Regions from separate parts of the Mus musculus genome. Here region 2 is linked to region 1. A link is a contact called in public Hi-C data. All regions are on one chromosome and are shown on one strand. Each heading gives the region's core, a stretch centred on a gene start, on an enhancer-like site or on the middle of the called end of the contact. The rest is flanking DNA. Distances are from core to core; before and after follow the strand shown.

Region 1 (5,346 bases), core at 1,558-4,057:
AGTGTTTTGAGCACATTTAAGGTAGGCTAGGTAAAGCTATGATGTTAATAGACTAGGTATAATAAATGCATTTCAATGTATAATATTTGTAACTTAGGATGGGTTTATCAGGGACTTAAGATCATCGTTAAGAAATATCCATGTTCAGATCTGCTCCTCAGATCTGTCCCACCGATGCTAACACAGACCATCTGGTCAACCTTTCTTAAGTACCATTATAATTAGGTTTAGGCCACTAAGAACATTCTTAGAGGCACATATACTGGTGCCAGTCTGGTAACTCTGAAGAGAAACAGATTAGCATAAATTAAAGGGCTAATTAGCTATTACTAATTTCAATTACACAAAGGTAAGCTTGTAGTGGAGAAAAGAAATTGTGTAGATGTTTAATGATGGTTTAAAATGCCTGTGTCATAAGATGTGGAGGTAGATATGGGGACCTGGAGAAGAAGCAAAAAGCCAGTTCATCTGGACAGAAAGTGGGTAAAGGGTATGGGAAAAGGCACGAGAAAGCAAGCTGGTTAGACGGCAGCTACTGAGCCAAACGGTCGCTATCTCTTCTTCGGTTAGCACCGACCTCGGGGTCAAGATCATCCAGGACAGTCTCCAGCTGTTTCAGCTCTGATTCGGACAGCTTGCCAAGGAGCTCGTCCTCATCCAGGTCCTTGTAGTCCCCCAAGTCCTTCCGGAACGGCAGTGCCATGGTGCAGGGTACTCACTGGCTACTTCCACCACGGGTTATAGCTTTGGAGAGAAGTGAGAAAGCCATTTTACAAATGGACGTCATGTATTTGCATCTATGACAGGGAACAGGGAGTGCTAGTTGGGTGTCCTACATCCTTGGTCTATCATCTGCTGCTCTCACCTACACACCACTCATCACCACTCATGCCTTCACTACTGCCTCTGCAGGAAAATAATCAAGTGGGAGAAAGGAAGTGAGGATGAAAAACATTAAAACAATTGCTTGGTAGAATGTACAATTCCCGATGCTTGAATTTTAGTGGCAAAATGAATTAAATTTTTTTTTTTGAGAAAATAAATGTCTGTGACATCAATTTATCCTAATGGAGAACATTTGCTTCACTACAAACTATTTAGGAGAACAGTATGACACAATATCAACATAGGAAAATAGCAATATATATCTCACAGGAAGAAATAGTAGTCCCTTGCCTCTGGGACTATGATTTTTTAAAAAAAGTATTTTTCAAAAGATGATTTTAGAAGCTGGAGAAACGGCTCAGCCGTTAAGAATGCTTCCTGCAGAGGGTTTCTGGTCGGTTCCCAGAATCCACACAGAGTGGCTCCCAGCTGTAACTAACTCATTCTAGAGGATCCGACACTCTCCTCTGGCTTCCGAGGGTACTAACATGTGAGAAGCGGGTGTGGCGGCAGTCCCAAAGGCCCCAGGGACTGCAGCTAAGTCGTATGACTTGCACCTGACTTCCTCATATAAGCCACAAACATCTTGAGAGCTGCGCAGGTGTACCAGGATACCAGTGAATCCATTTTGATGGAGATATGCCCCTGCTGCCCTGATTAGCTGAAGCTGCGTGCCTGGTGAGGTGGTGTGGCCTGCTGTGCGTGGATGGGAACTGAGAGTATAAAAGAGTGAGAGGCCCAGGGTTCGAGGGAGATATAAACAAGGGAGATATAAACAAGAAGAAACAGGACTGAATAAACGTGTGCAGAAGGATCCTGTTGCAGCGTCGTTCTTCCTGGCCAGTTGAGCGCGCACAAGACTAACATACATGTGATACACATACATGCAAGCAGACACTCACAGGTACGCATAACTAAAAACAAGGGCATCTTCTAAAAACATTTTCAAAGGAAAATATTATTTTCCTATTATTAGGTTGTTTGTTTATTTAAGGGATTTTTTTCCCCCACTAGGTCTCGCAATACAGGTCAGGCTAACCTGAAACTCGCTCCATAGACCAAGTTAGCCTTGCATTTAAGGTGAGCCTTCTGCTTTGACCTCCCTCGTGAGTGCTAGAAACACAGGTGTATGCTACCACACCCAGCAGAAAAGAAGTTCTAAAGAACAACAAAAAGGCATTCTGAAAACATATTAAAACACACTGGGATGTGCCACCCAGGAATAGGCAGTATGTTCAAGAAGGCCTGACTACAGGGAAGGCTCTTCATTTTGTCAGTGTGGGTGGCTCTACCTAATAGAATTAGGCCCAGCAGCTACACATACAGCACACAGCAGGACTACTCTGTATGAAAGGACACTGAGAACATGCTGCAACAAAATCAGGGAGCAGGCAGTGAAGTGCTTCCACCACGTACAGTGTTCACACGGGCTACATCTCTCTTTAGAAAAGAAGCGAGCAAATAAAAAAGCAAACCAACTAGAATAATAATAAGAAAAAAACCACAAGAAACACACAAACAAACCCATAAAAACATAAAATTAGGAATTATTTCATACAAGTAAAAGACCAGTAAGATAAAGAAAAACCCCCAAAAGCCAACATGAGCCAAAAATTCCAAACCAAACCAAACCAAACCAAGCCAAAACCAAACCAAAAACCTACAAAAATGTCATTGAGTTAACTCTGTGTTGGTCATCTACTTGCTTGGCACGGGGCCTGCCCTCATCTGTGGTTTGTGTACCCAGTGAGACACCATTTAGAAAACTGGCTTTTCCTTTGCAAGTGGTTGTCAATCGGAGAGAGCGTCTTTTGGTTGGGAAGCAGGGGCTGGAGCTCACAGCTACTTCTCCCTCTCCTCTCTGGTATGTCTGTCTGGAACCTGCACAGGCCCCGTTGCGCTGCCACAGTCTGAGTTCACATGTGAGTCAGTTTTGTTGTGTCTGGAAGACACTGTTTCCTTGGTGTCATCCACCCCTTCTGGCTCTTACAACCTTTCCGCCCCCTCTTCTGCATAGCTCCCTGAGCCCCCGGGGGTGGGGGGGGGGAGGGATTAAGAAGACACTTAGGACTGAGTGTTCTCAGTCTGTCACCCTCTGCATACTGTCCAGCTGTGGGTCTCTGTATTAGTGCCCATGTCCTGTAGGCGGATGCTTCTCTAATGATGGCTGAGCAAGACACTGATCCATGGTGTGCTGGCTAGTTTTATGTCAACCTGACAAAGGCTAGAGTCATCTGAAAGGAGGGAATTTCAATTGAGGAATTACCTTCATTAGATCCATCTATAAGGCGTTTTCCTAATTAGTGATTAACAGGAGAGGACCCAGCTCACTGTGGGTAGCGCCATCCTAGGACTGGTAGTCCTAGGTTCTATAAGAGAGCAAGCTGAGCAAGTCAGGAAGCAACACTCTCAACAGCCTCTCCATCAGCTCCTGACTCTATGTTTTTTGCCCTGCTTGAGTTCCTGTTCTGACTTCATTCAATGATGAACAGAGGTATGGAAGCAGAAGTCACATAAATCCTGTCCTCTCTGGTGGCTCCTGGTCATGGTGTTTCATCACACCAACAGCATCCCTAAGATACAGAAGTATGGCACAGTATCATTAGGAGTCACTTTATTGCTGTGTTCCTTTGGCAAACAATACTATTTGGTTTTCCCCTAGGCCCGTGGCCTACTTAGTCTCAGGTTCTTAGGCACCCAAGCTGTGTCAGGCATGGGTTCCATCCACTTCATGGAGTGGCCTTAAATCTAATCAGATAGCAGATGGTCACTCTCACAGCCTCTGTGCCGCAACTGCACCGGTGCGTCATACAGGAACGTTACTGTTGTAGATCACAGGGTCTGTAGTTGTGCTCTATTAACTCTTACTACTTTTTGTGTGTTGTAGGGGAACATGTTTCTATGACTTTTACTTCAGCTTGTTTTTCCTTTACAAAACAATAGAGAAGTCATATTCTTGTGATTCAGATTCTGGAATTTTTGCCAAGGTGAAAGAACTTCCAGTTCTAGAAAAGTCAACTTTTCTAGAAACTTCAATTCTGCTTCAACAAAGTGTTAACAAATAGTATTGATGGTAGCTAATCTCACTCAGAACTCATATCTGCATGTTCTTGTATCCTGTGTTCCCACTCCGAGAGTCCCCATCCTGACTTTACATCTCCCCTAGCTTTCCTTTACTGAGGAGCATCCCACTGTATACTGACAGTGTCTCGGGACAGCCGTTCAGAAGCCGCTCTGGGAGTAGCTTGCTTTTGCTTCTGTTCTGAGGATAACAATATAATCTATCTCTCCCCTGTCCTCTGAGGACACTTTATTAGAAGAGAACAAATTCTGAATGACAAGGAGGTGAAACCAATATGGTGGCCTTATGCAGCAACAGAGACTCAAGGACATATTTAGTGCAATAAGCCACACACAGAAAGTCAAACACTGTAAATTCTCACATATAAGTAGAAGTTAAAAAGTTAATTTCATAGACATCGAGTAGATGTCTTTTTTCTTTTTCGTTTTTTTTTTTTTAAGATTTTATTCATTTTATATATGTGATGAATACATTGTAACTGTCTTCAGACACACCAGAAGAGGGCATCAGATCTCATTACAGATGGTTGTGAGTCACCAAGTAGTTGCTGGGAATTGAACTCAGGACCTTCAGAAGAGCAGTCAGTGCTCTTAACCTCTGAGCCATCTCTCCAGCCCCCTGAGTAGATGTTTTTACAGGCTAGAAAGGTTGTGCATGGGAGGATGGGTAATGGGCACTAAACCACAGCTAGATGAGAATATGTTCTTGTGTTTTATAGCAGGGACTTGAATCTGGCTGTTACTATAAATGTAAATTGGAACAGTTACATTATTCATCAATGTATTGTCTATCCCTGGTTCATGTGGCACAGTGGGAGAGATGAATAATTACAGTGGTCTGCAGAGCCTAAAACATTTACTATTGGCCCCTCACAGAATAAAAGCTGCCAACTCTTTGAGAAATGTGCAAATTCCTCAGCACAAAATACAGTTTACAAACTGATTTAGTCAGCTTTCCCGCATTATCTTCAGCTGTTCCCTATCACAATTCTAAAAAGGACAGAGTCTAGATGCCCATATCCCTGCTAACCATGCTCTTTCTCCAGATGAAATACATTCTTTAACCATGTCTGTTTCCTCAACTGAAGCCCTATACATTCTTCAAGGCCTTCCTGGATCTCACAATATCCCTAGAACTCTCCTGAGGCTCCATCCTTATACAACCACAATCTAACTTACTTGCATCTGTCCCCACACAGTCTATGTAAGGTCTGAGGATACAAGAAAGTGCATGAGGAAATAGGACGGTGTTCTGAGGTTGGTAAACATAAGTTACAAAGGCTGGAGGTCGTGAAAACCCTGAATGGTGACAGGGCACGGGAGGAAGGTACATGCTTCAGCTCTCTTCCCTTCAGCTCTCTTCCCCTCCCCTCCCCTCGC
Region 2 (5,754 bases), core at 355-2,854, 2.9 Mb after region 1:
TCCCCTCCGCCAGAAGCAGCTCTTCTCTATATAATGTGGGCATTTTGTGCGCTCTCTCTCGCTCTCGCTCTCTCTCTCTCCCTTCCTTCCCTCCCTTCCTTCTCCCTCTCCCTTTCTCCCCTCTTCTCTCTTCTCTCTCTTCCTCCTTCTCTACCCAACTCTGCCTCTCTGTATGTTCTCTCTCCCTGCGTGGGCACACTCTTTCTCTCTCTCTCTCTTCCCTCTTCCCTCTGTCTCCCTCCCCACAGTGACTACCCTGGCCTTTTTCTTAGGACCAGTGAACCTGCCCAAGAGCAGCTTTCTAATAAACCTGCCTTAATATATTTTAATTTGGCTTGAATTGGCTCATTTCACTAGCAGAGAATAGCTATCACCATCATCTTCAGGAACTCAGCCGGGCCTACTCTCCGAAGAGCATTAGAGGTAGGCTTGTAGATGACGTTCGCTCATAGGGGGTGCGACAATGTCAACGGACCCTCACTTGAGTACCCAGCCACCTCTCCCAATTAGTTGTATACAATTCTGCCCTAATTGCAGGCGGTCCCAAAGTCTCAGGGATGGACTAGATTCAATCTAGAGGCTATAGTTGGGGAAGGATTAATAAAGATGACTCCCCTGCGACTACTTTAAGGTCACCTGTCCCATCCCTCCAAAGCAAACTAACTAGCTATCAATATTGCTTGCTGTGAGCTAACTGGATGAATTAAAAAAAAAAAAAAAAGACTGGGGTGTTCCAAGGGAGGGGGGCCCTAAGAGTGTGGGACCCCCAAACAGCTGAGGAGGCAAGTGAGGAGTGGGGCCGGAGCCCCTCCAGCAGGTCTTGACGCTCACCTTCACATGTTCATAGTAGCTGCCAGTGTTCAGCTGCTCCACACCTTTGAACTCCGACTCCCGTTTCTGCATTCTGCGCAGCAGGCGTTCCACAACTTTATTCACCGTCTCGGCCGCCTCCGAGATATCTTTGCGTTTCAATCTCAATTTGTCCAGCACCTTCTTTAGCTTGTCCGGTTCCTTCCTGGACCCTCGCGGCGCTCTGGGCTGCCCGGTGGAGCGCGCGCCCCTTCTGTGGCTAGGTCCCCTTACGACTTTCCGCGCCTCGGGATCCGCGGGCGGCTGGGGCTCCCGTACGGCGGGCAGCTCCGGATCCAGGATGGCCTGCTGCTGGGGCACCCGGACGGCAGGCCGCGCGGTGGCTCCTGCCGCGTCCATGGCCGAGGGCTGTGCATCTTTGGTGAGCTCAGTGGCCCTTGCTGGATGCACTCGGGGCCCTGGGGCACGTGGCTTCTCCGTGGTGTCCCCGTCACGCTCCGCCCGCCGCGATCGAGCCCCCCTTTGCGGGCCGCAGCTTTCCGCGTGGGCCCTGGTCCTGCTGGGCTGCGTCGGGGCGCGCTTCGCGGACGGCTTCTTAGCGCGTGGCGCCGTCGTCCTTCTACGCGGATCTTCCATATCTGCCGCTCTTCGGTCCGGGAAAGAATAAATCGACTTCGAAGAAAGGCCGCGAAAAGGGGAACTCTCAGTGGCCGCTGGAAATGAAACTTAAATATATGGCGGGAACGTAGCCGGTCAGTATCCGCCGCGAGCAGGCGCAGGAGCACGCGTGAAGTCAGCGCCAGGAAGAGGCGGTCCAAGAGATGCGAACTTTTTCACCAGTGGGGACCAGCAGAGCCACTAGCTGGGGAACCACCCACTGAGCCACTGGCCGGGAAACCTCTCCTTTACCGCACAGACGCGGAAACCACTGACAGCTCAGATGGCTAGATTTGCCGCCTACCACCAAGATGTGTTTCAGGACACTACTGTCTCTCGTACATTTGTAGTTGATAAACAACTTTTTTATGTAAACTTTTTTGTTGTTTTTTGTTTTTTTTGTTTTTCGAGACAGGGTTTCTCTGTGTAGCCCTGGCTGTCCTGGGACTCACTGTAAACCAGGCTGGCGTCGAACTCAGAAATCCGCCTGCCTCTGCCTCCCAAGTGCTGGGATTAAAGGCGTGCGTCACCTCGCCCGGTTTATGTAAACTTTAAATCAAAATTTACTGTTCTTGTTAATGAGAAATAGAAACTCACTGAACCTTTTCAAGTTAGATTTAACTGCTTGGAATTAGTATTTCAACTTATCTTTCTAAAAAGCACACCGACTCTTAAAGAACATATTCAAAGTGCCTGTGTGAGTTTCATGAGCAGCACGGTGTAAGCCATCCTGATTTGGCTGCTGAGATTCCGTAGTCCTTTAATGCAGACTTTCAGAAAGCGATTTCTAAAGTCGGTCTCGTCAACAGTGGCTGCTTCTTTTAAAGTTGTTCTTGGCGGAACTCATTTTGCCTTCCACTGTGCTAACAAAAACAAAAACCTGTCTTCTGAAGATTTACATGGCTCAGAACAACACTTAGTTTTCAACTAACATCAGAATGTTATAATAATAACATTACTATATTCCACACCTTATTATGCAATCCTGTGTGTCCCTTAAAATAAAGCTCAAAAATTGCTGCTCTGTGTAACTTTTTGTAAAGTGTGTGTGTGTGTGTGTGAGTGTGTGTGTGTGTGTGTGTGTGTGTGTGTGTGCGCGCGCGCACGCGCGCGCGTGTGTATGTACCATATATTATGAGATACATGTAGCCTGAATAAAAAGACACCGATCAGTGTGCTGCCATCCTATTGACCCTGCAACTCTCTTCCCTCCTTCCTGTCAATGCCTGTACATGAGTTTTCAAAATGGGAACTTGTCTAACAAGCATTCGCTTTTGAATGGCAAGTAGACACACCTGGGAATGGAAACGCTGCCTACTTTGCAGAAATACACTTGAGCAGGAGACCTCTCTGTGAGGTCTTGCCAGTAGAGTGGCATTCTCCATTATTAGTCTCAGCACTAGGGAAGCAGAGGCAGTAAGCTGGAGATCTACAGAGCTAGTTCTAAAACAGTCAGGGCTATACATCGAAACCCTATCTGGAGGAAAAGAAGAAGAGAAGGGAGGGAGAGGAGGAGGAGGAGGAGGGTGAGGAGGAGGAGGAATTAAAAAGAAGAAAACAGTGCAATAGAGTATGGAATAGGCATGAGCATCGGAGAGAATGAAGTTTGAACAATGATTTTTGAAAGGAGCAAAATTCACTGCGACAACCATACTGTAATTGTAATTCTTTTAGTTGTGAATCTTTCTAGTTAATCAACTCTTAGCATCACCTGTGGGAGCATAGGTCCGTAGCTCCAGCTGCTCTGGAGGCTTAAGCAGAGCATCTTTGAGCCCAGAAGTACAAGCCTGGATAAGAGAGTGAGATCTTGTCTCAAACAATAAATCCGAGGTCCATCCTGGGGACGCTGATACAAGAGTAACAAACTACCTTCCACATGAGGGTTTTATAGACTTCCCAAACAGAAACTCGGTTTCTATTGTCTTTATTATCTGTCCTTGGGCTACAACTGAACTTTCTGGTTCTGAGTCTATGAGTAATGTCTTCGTTGAAAAGGGAAGATTCTGCACTGAATACATAGCATGTGAACAGATTAATGCCTGGTCTTCAAATGTAGGTGAGAGGGATTCTCCCAGGTAAGTGTCAACTGGGTTTATGATTCTTTGGGGAGGGGGCAGGATTGATGCAGGGTTTCTTTGTGTGGCCCTGATTATCCTGGAACTCACTCTGTAGATCAGGCCTTGAACTCAAGAGATCCCCTGCCTCTGCCTCTGCCTCTGCCTCTGCCTCTGCCTCTGCCTCTGCCTCTGCCTCTGCCTCTGCCTCTGCCTCTGCCTCTGCCTCTGCCTCTGCCTCTGCCTCTGCCTCTGCCTCTGCCTCTGCCTCTGCCTCTGCCTCTGCCTCTGCCTCTGCCTCTGCCTCTGCCTCTGCCTCTGCCTCTGCCTCTGCCTCTGCCTCTGCCTCTGCCTCTGCCTCTGCCTCTGCCTCTGCCTCTGCCTCTGCCTCTGCCTCTGCCTCTGCCTCTGCCTCTGCCTCGAGTACTGGGATTACAGGCATGAGACACCACTGCCTGACTGAGTCTATGATTCTTTAATCAATGGTTTAAGCTATTGACTCAAAATATTAAGAAGTAGTATATTTTAGCTAGCACGGGCCATAACTCTAATATAAACACTTTGAAAACCTGTTAGAGAAAGGAAAAAAAAAAAAGCAAACTACTTTGGTGCCTACACTTTGGAGGGAGATCTTCATGAGTTTAAGACCAGCCTGATCTATATATCAATTCCAGACTGAGAGAGGCAAGAACAGAGCCAGGAGGAGTTGAGAGAGAACTGCTAGTAAATATTTGATGATACTTGAAAAATGCCCAATGTTTGTGAAACATCACATCCCATTTAAACCAATTTCATTATCCACGGTTAAAGCATAACTATCCGCTTCTGTGCTAGACAGAGTCTGCACACCTGTAATCTCCACACTTAGGTACCTGAGGCAGGAGGATGGGGAATCCAAGTCTAGTTTGGCATACATAGAAAGGACACGTCTCAAAGGAAAAAGAAATCCAAGTGAAACATGGTGGCATAAATCTGAAATGCTGGCACTCAGCAGACTGAGGCAGAAGGATTGCTGTGAGTTCCAGTTCGCTCTGGGTTGCAAAGTAAGATATCTCAAAAACACACTAGAAGCTGGGAAGATGGCTCACTGGATAGCTATGCACTCCTGACACCTGTTTTTTTTTTTTATTCTTAGAACCCACATAAAAGATATACATGGTATATCTTGGTACATACCTCTACAATCTTAGCCCTCTTACTGCAAGGTGGGAGGCAGAGATTGGAGAATTGGCCTTAAGTTCTTTAGCCAGCTGTCCTGGAGTACACAGAACATCAAGAGAAATAATAAGAGAGGCCCTGCTTCAAAACAAGGTAGAAGGAGATCACTGGCTCCTCAGAACTTGACATTTGTGTCCCAAATGTTCACCAAGACATACACACTTATGCTCACCTCTCTTTCTCCTCTCTCTCTCTCTCTCTCTCTCTCTCTCTCATCTAAAAACACCTACCATCAACAAACAAGCCAATATTGGATACAATGTAGAAGACTTTTTTTTTTCATTTTTTCTCTTTTGCTTATTTTCACTTTCTCTCAGAGACAAGATCTCTCTACATAACCCTGACTATCCAGGAACTCACCGTGTAGTTCATGCTGACCTCAGACTCAGAGCTCTGCCTGAGTTGTGCACCATCGTGCCCAGCTAAGCAAATATATTGTTAAGGGGACTGGACAGATGATTGGCAGGTAAAAATATCTGCTGTCAAATCTGATGATGTGGGTTCAATTCCCAGAACCCACAGGATGAGGAGAACTGACTCTCTCAAGTAGATCTCCATATGTGCACTGTAGTATGAGTAAGCCCATACACATACTCACATGCAAATGAATACATGCAATTAAAAATTTAAATATATATAGTTAAATGGAGGGGAATAAAGTGAAAGATAGTATAATCACAGAATTTATATACAAAATACTAGCGTTCCTGTGCCGTGTGAGTTTTCCCCCTCCTGTGAAAATGTGAATAAATGTATATTTACCTGAGGGCACCAAGAACAAGCCAAAGAAAATTATTCCACTCAAATATAATTTAGTGAAACTATAAGTTTTTTGGAGGTATTTACAGGAGTGTGGATGACTCAAAGACTGCATTACAAAAGTCCAGGGCAGTATGGATGACAACTCACAAAAGTTGTATCCCTGAGCCCCCGAAGGACTTGCACATCTGATGGTCCTGGAGTCTACCCCCTAGCAATGGTCCCTGCTTGTATAGCCTGAAGTAGGGGTGGGCCT

The links. A called contact is a pair of places that touch in the nucleus more often than the background predicts.
Region 2: a Hi-C map of trophoblast stem cells shows a contact between it and region 1, with 20 times the contacts expected there. The contact joins the promoter of Cgas here to the enhancer-like site in region 1. A contact is called at or near these places in 1 of 39 promoter capture datasets (embryonic stem cells), 1 of 484 Hi-C or Micro-C datasets (trophoblast stem cells), 1 of 115 datasets of contacts at active chromatin or transcription factors (thymic regulatory T cells) and 1 of 9 other capture datasets (adipose tissue).

Annotation. Positions count from the first base shown.
Region 1 is chr9:75,531,849-75,537,194 of GRCm38.p6, forward strand. It overlaps Tmod3 (tropomodulin 3), which reads right to left. Exons shown (of 10, transcript NM_016963.2): 2 at 578-744. The coding sequence starts at 703. Among named protein-coding and RNA genes, the nearest start is that of Tmod3, 25 kb to the right of the region's middle. Within about 2 kb of position 2,808, at least 36 of the 459 cell types and tissues checked have an H3K27ac peak or open chromatin away from gene starts, as enhancers often do. A contact at or near this core is called in trophoblast stem cells, where this site is marked.
Region 2 is chr9:78,441,633-78,447,386 of GRCm38.p6, forward strand. Cgas (cyclic GMP-AMP synthase) reads right to left here and starts at 1,605. Exons shown (of 5, transcript NM_173386.5): 1 at 832-1,605. The coding sequence starts at 1,446. It also overlaps a transcript of Mto1 not described here.